Linked DNA regions of Oryctolagus cuniculus: region 1 is linked to region 2. A link is a contact called in public Micro-C data. All regions are on one chromosome and are shown on one strand. The core of a region is the stretch at or near the end of the contact, and the rest is flanking DNA. Distances in the headings are between cores, read along the strand shown.

Region 1 (6,393 bases), core at 3,292-5,791, 38 kb after region 2:
GCATGCCCTTCCCTTTCAGTAATGTCTTGGGCACATAACATTGACCTTTGGGCACATAACATTGAAATGCATCTGTAGTGGCGAAAGTTATTCTATGTTGCTAATGTTCAATTCATGTAAGTTAGTCCAGTATATCTTATCCTCTCTCATCCAGGTTCTCTGACTTCCTAGTCAGCAACAACTTCACAAGTGCAAGTCATCTTCAAAAAGTTCATGGAAAATGTCTATTATGAAAAAATATTTATGGATTTTTTTTTAAATTGGAATGAAAATAAACTTATCTTTTTTCATTTTCCATGAATTTTTTTGTTTTTGTAATTTTTTATTTGTTTTCATTTTTGTTTGAAAGGCAGAGAAAACTACAAAGAGAAAGCTAGAGAGAGATCTTCCATCCACTAGTTTCCTCCTGAAATGCCTGCAATAGCCAGGACTGGGCCAGGCCAAAGCCAGGAGCCAGGGATTCCTCCTGGGTCTCTCATGGGGGTGGCAGGGACTCAAGCACTTGAGCCATCACCTGCTGCCTCCCAGGGTGCCCACTAGCAGGAAGTTGGATGAGAAGCAGAGGAGCCAGGATTCAAATATGGGAAGCGGTTGTCCCCGAGGTATGATTTAATCACTGTGCCAAATGTCTGCCACTCCATGAAGTTTTTGAGGTACCATCATGTGTGTATATATAAAATTATATATTACATATCTAAAAATTGTTATGTAAGTTTTAATGTATAATTAATAATACACTTATCCTCATTGTTGAGAAACTGAAAAATATATAAATATTTTAGAAAAAAATTTGGATATAATATTTTTTAAGATTTATTTATTTATTTATTTGAAAGGCAGAGTTACAGAGAGCCATAAGCAGAGATAGGGAGAGAGACCTTCCATCTGCTGGTTCACTCCCAAATGGCCGCAATAGCCAGAGCTGGGCCTATCCGAAGTCAGGACCCAGGAGCTCCTCTGGGTCCAGGGCCCCAAGGACTTAGGCTGTCTTCTACTGTTTCCCCAGGCCTTAGCAGAGAGCTGGATCAGAAGTGGAACAGCTGGTGCCCATATGGGATGCCGGCATTGCAGGTGGTGGCTTTACCAGCTAAGCCACAGTGCTGGCTCCCTGGATATAATCTTATCCAAATATTTGGATATTAATCTTAATTTTTTGTTTATAATAAAAATGCTAAAAAGACTGCATAACACAAAATTAACAATAATAATAAACTACACAAAAGTATTGAAATTCCTGCTGCAATCAGTTGATTCTCAAAGAATGCTTTAGTTTGCTTTACTCTTTTCTATCTGTAACAATTCAATTATGATCTGACAAAGTCAGACTGACTGCAAATAAGTGCTTTTTAAATAGTAGCTGTGTTTAAAAATTAGTTGACAAAATTCCTGAAAATTTAAATCTTGGCTCTTGCTATAGAGTACTAGCATCTCCAGTATACTGGATATGACCGCAGGCAAGAGAGCGTACTCCCAACACATGTTACAACACAGCACCTGCACTCAGTAGAAGAAAGATTTAATACTGTATCATTGTTTATATTCTTCTGTAGCAGAATCAATTGATTCTTGTCCCCTAGGTCCCAATATACTTTTAGATTACTTTCCTGAAGTGGAAAAAAAATGAACAATTAAAAACTTTTTTAAGCAGTATAGTTAGAGGGAAATAACCATTCACGAAAATACTGTATGTTTTTCAAAATTCTTTTGCAGTGTACAGATATAGGTACTTCTAGACAGAGTGCATAAGATAGGTGAAAATACCACAAAAGCTGGTTTTGTCAGTCCTCTTTTCCATCCTTTTCATGTAGATCAGCTTCTCAGTAACCAACTCAGGATTTCAAGTCTTGGCTTCAGTACAGTTTGCACAGCCTTCTATTAGCTTTTTTAAACAAGCCTTGCAAAAATATCCATAATCCATTACCTATTTTCCTTCTATTTATTATCTTTAGCATCTCCCCTAAATTTTTAAAGAATATTTTCATAAGACACTAACATATTTCTAGTAAGTCATTGAAACATTAGCAGCCCTCATTGTAATTAATTTTCTGACAAGATAACTCATTTTTGGAGCATATGCTTATGAAAATGTATTTTTTTTTTTTTTTGACAGGCAGAGTGGACAGTGAGAGAGACAGACAGAGAGAAAGGTCTTCCTTTGCTGTTGGTTCACCCTCCAATGGCCGCTTTGGCCGGCGCACCGCACTGATCCGAAGCCAGGAGCCAGGTGCTTCTCCTGGTCTCCCATGCAGGTGCAGAGCCCAAGCACTTGAGCCATCCTCCACTGCACTCCCTGGCCACAGCAGAGAGCTGGCCTGGAAGAGGGGCAACCAGGACAGAATCCGGTGCCCCGACCAGGACTAGAACCTGGTGTGCCGGCGCCACTGCAGGCGGAGGATTAGCCTAGTGAGCCATGGTGCCGGCCTTGAAAATGTATTTTTTACTTAAGGAATGTATTAACACATCAGATTATCAGGGTTACAGCAAATGCATGATAATTACAACACAGTTCTCACCAGTTCTCATGTTAATGTGATGGTAATACAAAGAGAACAGATTCAATGTATTTCATAGATAAAATTCTAATAATATAATGATACCTTTTTCCTCCCTCTCTTCTTCCCTCCCTCCCTCTCCTTCCTTCTTTCCTTCCTTCCAATAAAAGATACAATATTTTTTAAACACTTTTTTTTTTTGAGATTTATTTTATTTGAAAGAGTTACAGAGAGAGAGGAGAGACACAGGGAGAGACAGATCTTCCAAACTCTGGTTCACTCCCCAAATGGCTGCAATAGCTGGAGCTGGCCTGGTCCGAAGCCAGGAGCCAGCAGCTTCTTCCAGGTCTTCCACGTGGCTGCAGTGGCCTAAGGACTCGGGTCATTCCCTGCTGCTTTCCCAGGCCGTTAGTAGAGAGCTGGATTGGAAGCAGAGCAGCTGGGACTTGAACTGGTGTCCATATGGGATGTCAGCACTACAGACAACGGCTTAACAGGCTGCACCACAGTGCTGACCCTAGATATAATACTTTGACTGATTTCCTTCCAGTGTTTTTGTCTATGTAGATTTTCTACATATTGTGACTATATTGTATATAAAAATTGTATACTCATGTATGTATAACTTGGTATCTAATTTTCTTATTTACCTTATAACTTGTCTTTATTCATTCAAGTTATCAAATCCTGCATATGTCATTTTAAGGCCACATATTATTTTATCATAAATGTCCCAGTTTATTTCCCCCTCTATTATTGGATATTTATAATTGTTTTAATAGTATAAGTAAGTCCACAATGAGTATTTTGTGGTATATGGTATTTTTGGTTCGTTTTAATATTTCTTGGGAATATATTCTCAAAAGTAAGGTTTCTGGATTAAAAGATGCATCAGGGTTGGCATTTGCCACACGTGGGAGAGCCCCATTGCATATTGGTGGCTGGGTTTGAGCTCCTGCACTGCTTCTGATTCCAGGTTCCTGCTAGTGTGCACCCTGGGCGGCAGGTGACGGCTTGAGTACTTGGGTCCCTGCCACTCTGGTGGGAGATCTGGATTGAGATCAGGGCTCCAGGATTCAGCCTGGCCCAGCCTCAGTTGGTGTGCCATTTGGGGAGTGAAATAATAGATGGAAGGTCTCTTTCTCTCTGCCTTTAAGATAAATAATAATAATTACTGTTAAGATTTTATTTATTTGGGAGGCAGAATTAGAGAGAGAGAGAGGGAGAGACAGAAATAAAGGTCTTTCACCTGCTGGTTCATTCCCCAAGTGGCCACAACCGCAGTCCTGAGCTGGGCTGATCCAAAGCCAGGAGCCAGGAGCTTCTTCCAGGTCTCCCACGCCCACACAGGGGCCATGCTCCACCGCTTTCCCAGGCCATTAGCAGAGAGCTGGATCAGAAGAGGCGCAGCTGGGACACCCGTAGGATGCCGGTCATGCAGGCAGGGGCTTAGCCTACTATGCCACAGCGACCACTCCAAATAATTATTTTTAAAAGATGTATCACTAGTCAGGACTCTCTTGGTTTGTAACTCAAACTAACCTACAATAAAAAGGAGGGTGATCGGTGTTGCTTTCTTACAAAGAAGCCTTGGCAAAGGCAAAAGGAAGCTGAGATCAGAGACTGGGATTCTGACTTTCTGACCTTTCCTTGACTCTAGAATGGAGCACCAGCATTTATCTTATGGATAAATGAAAACAGAGACAACGCAATGGAGGTGCCAAACTCAGTGACAACTGCTGCACCATACCTTCTTCTTCATGTTTGGGACGATGGGGGGGGGGGGGTGGCTGATATTTTGTGCACTGGCCTTACCTGGCCAGCTTCTCACCCCACGACTCCTCATGACACCGATCCTCCTGCTGGCCAGCTATGTTCCCAATGCGTGGGCCTTGCGTGGCTCTCCCTTGCACGGCACCAGCCAGCCTCCACCCACGCCTTCAGCCTTGCTCCCACTCCTGCCGCTCTGCCCAGCCATCTCCCATTCCAACCTCATACCAACGAGGTGAGAGGCCGGGAATGAAGACAAAGGGATCCCTGCTGGAGAAATGGCTGTTCTGGGGAGGACAAGCTGAGAAGGGGAGGAGGGCGGGAAGTCTTGGCTAAGTCTCACTTATCTCCTTCCCCTCAAAAGTCTTCTTTGCTCAGGAGTTAGGGTCAGCCCCAGCGTCAGGCTCCAGGGGCAGGGTTAAAGAGACCCAGGCCAAATCCGGCCCAGGGGAGCCCGCACACCCATCTCCCCCTACTCGCCCAATCCCCCGCGCGCGCTCTGCCCCTCTCCCCTCTCCCCTCTCGGGACGCTGAACTCGGCGTTAATAAAGGGCAAGCCACGCTCCCTCGGCTTCTGCTCCAGAGAAACAATGACGCCGCCTTCCGCTCCGCGCCACCGCTTCCTCTCCCGCCACTCCGCCCTCGGCTTTCTGGTCCCGCTTTCGGCGCTAAGGACAGACTCGCCGCGGCGGTGGGAAAGCCCTGGCTCCCTCGTGCCCCCGCGCGCCCCGGCGGCTTCCCGGAACGCCCCGGGGCGCCTGAGTCACCCGGCGCCCGCCGCGCCGTGGAGCCTGGGCGAGGCTCCTGCGAGGGCCGCGCGCCCCGCAGCGCCTGGTGCCCACGGACACACCGGGCTCCGCGCTTCCCTGTGCCCCTCTCCTCCCGGAGGGAAGGAGGGGCCGCCCTCCTTTGGGTTAAAAAAAGTCACATCCAGGAAGAAGGGAAATCTGTCAGGAAAGGAAGAAAGAGGGAGGGTACCTCCTGACCTAAGGAAGTCTTTTTTTTTTTTTTTTTTTTTTTTTTTTTTTTTTTAATTTTAAAGCAGAGCTAGAGAGGGAGAAAGACAGAGATCTTCCATCCGCTGGTTTACTCCCCAAAATGGCCGCTAGGACTGGGCCAGATGAAGCCAGGAGCCCAGAGCTGCTTCTCGATATCCCACGTGGGTGCAGTGGCCCAAGGAGTTGGGCCATCTTCCGCAGCTTTCCCAGGCGCATTAGCAGGGAGCTGGATCAAAAGTGGAGCAGCCGAGACACCAATTCAAGGCCCATTTGGGATGCTAGCATTGCAGGTGGAGGCAGGGCCGCCCCAGAAGCCGTCTTAACTGCCTCAGGAGACATACTGTGAGTTGAGTGGGAGGCCGCAGGAAGCATCAGAGCCTTAGGTTATCATCAAAGATGGAGATATCTCTGTCACTTTTGTCTTCCACATCCTTCCTTGGAAAGGGAGGGAGGGGTTCCTTTTACTGGAACTCTACTGTAAGAGATCTCTCTTTTCCCTTCCTTGTGTCTTAGTTATGTTTCTAGGTTCAGGCTGTTGACACCATTTCCACATTTGCCCCCTAGGAATGGGGTCCCCAAAGAGACAGAGAAGGCACAGTCATGAGTGAAAAAGAACTACCACAAATACTCCTTGTCACTGTGAAATATTTTTTTCCCCAGGTACCATAGGTGGCGCCTTCCTACCTGCCCTATTTTATAACCAAGGGGTAGAGTTGCCTTGAGGCCCAACATCCTAGGACTCTGTTATCTGTATTTGTGTGAATCCTAGGCAAAACTGCTGCTGTAGCGTTTTCCTCTCTCTTTCCCTCCCCCTGTTTGGAATATCAGTTTGTATTTAACCCCCACCCCACCCCCAGGGTTACGTCAAACCCTCCTGATCCCCCAGAAAAGGGACTCTCAGATGTAGAGCACAGGAAAAGATGGGCCATGTTTTGTATTTATCAAATGCATCCGCACAATTTTAAGGTTACATTGTCTGTTATTGAAAAGGATAATGCTTTGTTATTCTGAGACTTTTCTCATAGCTTCATTTATTTTGAAGTGTACATTCTATTATGAAATAATAGCTGTTGTTGTAGTTTAATGTTCTTTCTCAGAAAAATAACTTAGCAATCATATATGGATCTCCCCAA
Region 2 (6,788 bases), core at 3,972-6,471:
GGAGGGGAGGGGAGGGGAGAGGAGAGAAGGGGAGGGGAGGGGAGAGAAGGGGAGAGAGAGAGAGAGAGAGAGAGAGAAAGAGAGGGCACAGATTGAGATATATATATACATATAAACACACACACACTCAGTCTCTTAGCCTGTGGTGCCCTGAACCACCTTAGGACTCTGCCAACTAGATTGCCGACACAAGATACGGGACCAGTGGGGTCTCTCTGATCTTGGAATATGAGCCTCCAGAACTGTGACTCATAATACGCCTCTTTTCTTTATAAAGCAGACTGCTTTGGGTATCCAGGATAGTAATGAAAGCTAATACACATGGAATTCCAAACACATTCATCATAGTGCAAGGACAAGGAGTCATATAAGAGCATCTAATTAATTAGACCCTGGTAAAGGAGGGAGAATGCTGATAAATAGCTGTTTTTAAGGACAAATTTGGTAAAAGAAGTTTAGACCACAGTTAGCACTAACGCCTTTCAATGCCTGCTCGGTTTCTATATCTACTTATTTACAGCAGAGAATACTGCTACCATTCCCAGTGGTGAAGGAAGCAGATGGCACACTTTGAGAGGCATCTGTCTTCAACAGTGCAGATAAGAGGGATCACAGGCAACAACAGTGCTTTTCTAGCAAATTAGAACCATGACAATCTGCTAAAGACATAATTTATATTATCACCAAGTAACATAATTATTTCTTTAATTAACACTCCTATATTATCTCCATTATAACCATGCTTTTAGGAAGTCCACAGCCTAAGGGTAAAACCCTTTAGAACCCAAATCTGATTTTATTTCCCAGACCCAGAAAAGAGTCTTCTTAGAGTAAGCAATAAGGGAGAGAAAAATGTAACGAGAAATAGATAAGCAGAGGAAGGACAGAGAAAGCAGAATCAAACAAGAGCAACCAGAACCAGGGTGAAATTCAAGTTTGGCACAGTGGATGCTCAACACTGAGAGGGACATGGAACAAATACGGAAGGCGGTCACCGCGTGATTTCACTATCTGCCATGGAAATACATTAATGCGTCCCATCATTCAGTACAGATGACTGGGACTTCTCAAACAGAGACAGCGGACCTCCGTGTGAGCGTTTCAAATGAGGCTGTCCAATCAGCACAGCATAATGGACTCCTTGCCAGGTGCTCAACATTATTACCTCCACCCTGAACCCTTAACAACCTTGAAACCAACTTAACACGAAGCAGGGAGCAAAAGGGCCCTGGGACAGTTCCAGGTTGAAAATTTTGTGATGGTAGAGTCCTTTGGAGGAATCCTAAGTAAAGTAGAGGAAGCTCAGGGCTGTGTCAACATCACTAGCCCTATCAGCTCACCCAGCTAACCTGTTTTTTGACAAACTACATCTGCTATTGCTGGGTAGGATGGTGATGAAGGGGATTTTCTATGTAGCACAGTCAGACTTTGAAGTGTTTAGAGAATTATTCAGAAATCACTGCTTCCAAACTTAACTGGCAAAGATCACATTTAATAAAAATGGCATGTAATTAAAAATTAATTCACATTTGAGTAAGATCTGTTGATTGGTTAATATTATTGTATCAATGCAAAACTTCCGAACTTTGATAATTGTACTTTTGCTATATATTAGTATTTGGCGAGGTAAGTGAGAAGTAGGTGAGAATTCTTTGACTGTCTTCCGCAAATTTCTTATAAGCTGAAATTTCTTCAAAATAAAAAGATTTAAAAGGTAGGGGCTGGGCCGGCGCCGTGGCTCACTAGGCTAATCCTCTGCCTTGCGGCGCCGGCACACCGGGTTCTAGTCCCGGTCGGGGCGCCAGATTCTTTCCCGGTTGCCCCTCTTCCAGGCCAGCTCTCTGCTGTGGCCAGGGAAGGCAGTGGAGGATGGCCCAAGTACTTGGGCCCTGCACCCCATGGGAGACCAGGAGAAGTACCTGGCTCCTGCCATCGGATCAGTGCGGTGCGCCGGCCGCAGCACGCTGGCCGCGGCGGCCATTGGAGGGTGAACCAATGGCAAAGGAAGACCTTTCTCTCTGTCTCTCTCTCTCACTGTCCACTCTGCCTGTCAAAAAATAAATAAATAAATAAATAAATAAATAAATAAATAAAAATAAAAGGTAGGGGCTGGCACTGTGGCGCAGTGGGTAATGCTGCCTGTTACGCCAGAATCCCATATGGGCACCAGTTCGTGTCCCAGCTGTACCACTTCCGATCCAGCTCCCTACTGACGGCCTTGGAAAAGCAGTGGAAGATGGCCCAAGTGTTTGGGCCCCTGCCACCCACATGGGAGACCCAGATGAAGCTCCTGACCCCTGGCTTCAGCCTGACCCAGCCTTGGCCATCGGGACCATCTGGGTGAACCAGTGGATGGAAAAATCTCTCCTTGTCTGTCTGTAATCTCTCCCTGTCTCTCCCTCTCTCTCTGTAACTCTGGATTTCAAATAAATAAATAAATCTTTAAAAAAAATTTTTAAAAGGTGATTTATAAAACTTGAAAAATTTTCCACAATTTGTGCCCTGGGGGCCCACACCCAGGAAAAAAGTACCCCTTCAGTTTCTCTCCTTTGCTGAGAAGATGATGAAATTCACTGTAGGGCAGATGAAATAATGAAGATCGAAATCCTTGCAGAAGTGGACTCCTAAACAAATGCCATTAGTGATACTTATAGTCCCATACCGAAATGTTTCCTTACCAATAAAGGAAGGAACAAGTCTTTATACTAAATACCCCATCAATATTCTCCAAGTAGCTTTCCGTATGCTTAAATACTGCTGCCCTGGCAGTGGGAAACAGGGAGTCACTGAAGGGTTGGGGCAAGGCAGGCATATGGCCAAAAAAACACTTCAAGAATTATACAGGAAGGATGAAGTGTTGGGAGGAGACCAGACTCAGCAAAACCCGCTAGGAATGATTCTGATAATTGAGGGATCGGTGAGCCTTGCTGAGTGTGCCTGGAAAAGAGAAACCCAGCTGAGAGGCATCTTGTAGGATTGATGTTTCTGGGCAGGAGCAGCCTGGAAGTGGAGGCGGAAGGAGCGAAGTGAGTCAGTGGTTACTAGAAGACCTCTAGCCAAGATGACTGGGGCAATGCTGGTGTCACTGAGAGATGGATGGAAAATGGCAGGAAGGAGAGAACATCCACAGAGCTTGGGGTGCAAATTCAAGCCACTTTGGAGGCCAGACAGGTGCAGGTGGGATGGGGGGAGACACAGATGCCAAGGGCATGCAACTGGACAGTTCATCTCTCTAAAGACAATGCCTCCAAGAGGGCTGCTACAACTTGGCATCAGCAGTGCTTACCATATGGGAATGTGCTTGTGGTGTAACCAGATCTTCCATTTCTGCAAGAGGAGGCAGAAATCCAGATCTCTTTTATGAGACCTCTTAACTCTTTAATGTTGGCTACTAATTTTACAAAAAAATTAAAGCATGGCATTTGCGAACCAAGCACATCTGTGGGCCAGATTCAGTACGCTGGCTATGAAGTTGTGACCCTACATAAAGAAAGGTCAAGGATCAAAGTTCATCAAGTGTCATGGTGATGTACAGGGCGATAAGTGCCTGTGAAGGGATTCAGTAACTAAAATCCTGTACACAAAGCGGTTGCCAGCAATCTGAGCTGTAGGAACGGCCCTAGTCTCTAAGGCTATATATGGATTTGAATTTATACAGGAAGTTTAATCTAATCCTCAAATGGTTAAATCACAAGAATCTGAGTGCTTTCTGTGTGCTGAGTACACAGAAATCAAGGAATTTCAGATCTTCCTGGAGAAGAAAAAACATGCCTTCCTGAAACAACTTGAGGCAAATCAGGACACAACCTGGAGGAGTGCTTTCTTCATCCTATGCAGGGGGACCAGAGGCCTCTCCACAGCGGCATGCTCGCCTCCAGGCTCACTCACTTCCACTCAGCAAACTTTGAAGGAATGCTCACGTGTGTGCGTGTGTGTGCGCGCGCGCGCGCGACTGTGTGTATGAACTTGAATCTGTAAGCAGAAACTTGATTTCCTGGGCAGTGGTTACCCAGCTGCGGCTCTCGTTGCCAAGGGTGATCCGCGCCCCCGCGTGGCCTGGGGGTTCACGGGGCTCGAGGTCCCGAGCCAGCGCGGCCGGGGTGGGGGTGGGGCGGGGAGTGGTCGCGGAAAACCGCTGCCTGTCAGGTTTCTCCGCGGGAACCCCGTCTTTGTTTCTGTCACTACTCCTGAGGTGTTTGTGGAGGAGAAAGGCAGGCACCGAAATAGAAAGTGTCAGGGATGCGATGACAATGAGGGGCAGACTAAGGGAGCACTTTCTGAGGGTCCCAGCCAGCGCCCGGCCACCTCCTCCTGCGCGCTTCAAAGAGCCGCGCGGGCGGGAAGCGGGTGGCGCGGGCCGCGGCTCCTCAGCCGCGCGGCGATTTCCTCCCCACGCCGGGAGTTACCTCGGGAGTCGCAGCCCGGCTCTCAGGAGAGCGCGTCCTCTCCCCCACCCGGTGCTCCTCAACCCACCCACCTACTTCCTCCGGTTCCATACACGCAGCTCAGAGCTGCCAAAAATTTCCACCCTCCGCCCCCCTCCCTAGCTAACTTCCTTCCAGCGTTTCCTGAGCTGGATGAGCCTAGGATTTGTAAGACAGGAAAAAAAGGAAGGCGTGAGGGCGGGCGAGAGAGACGGGATGCTTGTTTTTCGCTCCACCGAAGCCGCCTGAAGGCACGACCGCTGGCCAGGGCGGCGGACCCACAGCAGCCCCCGGGCTGTCTGCTTGCCCCGCGCCGGAGTGCCGTCCGGGCCCCCGAGGAAGGCGGACTCGAAAACTCGCCCTCCCCCGCCGCGGCCGAGGAAGAGCGCCGCAAGACGCCGCAGCCCGTGAAAGTCCCCGGGACTCCCAGTGAGGAAGTGACACTCCCAAGCCGGCCGCCCGCAGCTGCCAGCCCTGCTCGGCCTCCGGCGCGGCGGCCCTGGAGGCGCGCCGCGTGGATTGCAGGCTCGGCTGGCCCGGCCCGCCCGCCGCCCCGCGGGGTCCATGCGCAGCGCTCCCGCCCCGGCTCTCGCCTTGGCCCAGGCGGCACCCCAGAGCCGCGCTGCGGCCGGTAATCGGAGCCGGGAGACCATCTTACCGCGGTGCCAGGCAGTGGGGAGGCGAGACGGAGGGGCAGCCTCTTCGGGACTAACTCATGAAGAACAAGGGTGCCAAGCAGAAGCTGAAACGCAAGGGAGCCGCCAGCGCGTTTGGCTGTGACCTGACGGAGTATCTGGAAAGCTCGGGACAGGATGGTAATGGGCCTTCCCCTCCCTTTTCCCCTTCTTTTTGTTTGAGGGAGAGATGGATTCTCTTGGGGTGTGTTCGATTTAGTTCACAAGTTAATGTATTCCAGACCTCGCTATACCTTAAGAAAAAAAAAGAAAGAACAGATGACTCTTAAGGTGCACAGCGCTGCCACTGTGACGGGCAGGGCTGTCAGTCCTGGCGTGGGTCGCACCCCAGCCGTTAAATGGGCGGTGCTGCCCCGACTTTCAGCGGCCACCTCCGGGCTGGGGGTGGGAGCGGGGTGCCTGGAGGGATGGCCGAGGAGTGGACAGTGGGATGGTGGGCGGGGGCTGCGCGACCTCCTGGGCGCTCCGATTTCATCTGCTCACATCTTTTTATATTAATGTGCTAGAAGGCAGTGGGGTGCGGTGGGGTGCGGTGGGGGCGGGGATCCTGGGCGGGGGCGGGGGTGGGGAGTGGTTACACAAACATTTTCTGAATTTCTAAGCTGATGCCACATAGATAGTCCCCCCCCCCCCATCTCTTTTCCCAACCCCCAGACCTTTTAGCTCCTCTCGGCTTTCAGATTAACCTGTGATATATCAGACAAGAAGAGGGTTGTAGAAAGGTCAGAGGGCCTCGAATCTGAAATAGTTGAGGATACAGAAGAGAAAAGGAGAGCATCTCTGTTTTCGAGGGCAGATTGGGAGGCAAGAAGGAATCCAGCAAAGGAGAGATAATTTAAACATTTGTTGGGCGAGGAGGAAAGAAAGCAATTCTAGCATACAAAAACAGTATTTGAGGTTAGAAGTTTTTCATCATAGGAAAGTTGGGAAAATTGAGCATTAAATGACTCCTTTTGTAAGGTTGACTGACCCTGCACTTACCCATGACAAAAAGGCCTTGTCTGCAGAAACTTCAGTTAGAGAAAAAATAGCGCACTCTTTATGAGCGGTGTGTTTATACATAGATAGATATAACAAAGGGGAAAATGTAAGGGCTGTGCAACTGTGCAGATTGATTCTGCCTCCAGGAAAATAATCCCCCAACGACCTGATTAGTCCATATCAAATAAGCATCTCAAAAACAGCGCAATACTTCTCTTTCATACACACACACACACCCTTTTTTTTTCCCAAAAGACTCAGCACCACCTAGTAATTTGCAGTGGTGTGATATTCCTGTGGTATTCCGGGGTTCACAGTCAGCCATGTCATTAGGACAAATGGCTTAGTATTTTAGAGCTTGAGGAAACACAGGTTTCCAAGCTTCTCTTTTGAAATCGAGGTATAACTGAGCCAATTCACTTTATCTTCATCAACAATCTGGAGAGGTAGATTTGAAGTAGAATTGCTCAGATTAAGGTCGGTTTTTTTTTTTTTTTTGAATGTGAAAGAACTCCCAAGTATGCGTTTTAACCACTGCTGTCAGTAGTTCAGGATGAGATATTTCCCTCCTGTTTGTGTATGGTCTTCCTGTTAACGTCCAGGTACACTAGGAATGCTTTTAGATGCCATCTTCTACCGTGTGAGTGCTATTCTGGGCCCTCCCTCCAGAGCTGGGATAGTGGCGTAA

The links. A called contact is a pair of places that touch in the nucleus more often than the background predicts.
Region 1: a Micro-C map of ear pinna shows a contact between it and region 2, with 3 times the contacts expected there. The contact joins the enhancer-like site here to the promoter of B4GALT4 in region 2. A contact is called at or near these places in 2 of 6 Hi-C or Micro-C datasets (ear pinna and an unstated tissue).

Annotation. Positions count from the first base shown.
Region 1 is chr4:75,835,765-75,842,157 of mOryCun1.1, forward strand. The region is part of intron 1 of ARHGAP31 (Rho GTPase activating protein 31); the gene reads left to right. Among named protein-coding and RNA genes, the nearest start is that of B4GALT4, 37 kb to the left of the region's middle. Within about 2 kb of position 4,542, at least 7 of the 8 cell types and tissues checked have an H3K27ac peak or open chromatin away from gene starts, as enhancers often do. A contact at or near this core is called in ear pinna, where this site is marked.
Region 2 is chr4:75,797,170-75,803,957 of mOryCun1.1, forward strand. It overlaps B4GALT4 (beta-1,4-galactosyltransferase 4), which reads right to left and starts at 5,222. Exons shown (of 8, transcript XM_051819009.2): 1 at 5,083-5,222. It overlaps ARHGAP31 (Rho GTPase activating protein 31), which reads left to right and starts at 5,101. Exons shown (of 12, transcript XM_051819005.2): 1 at 5,101-5,239. The coding sequence starts at 5,140.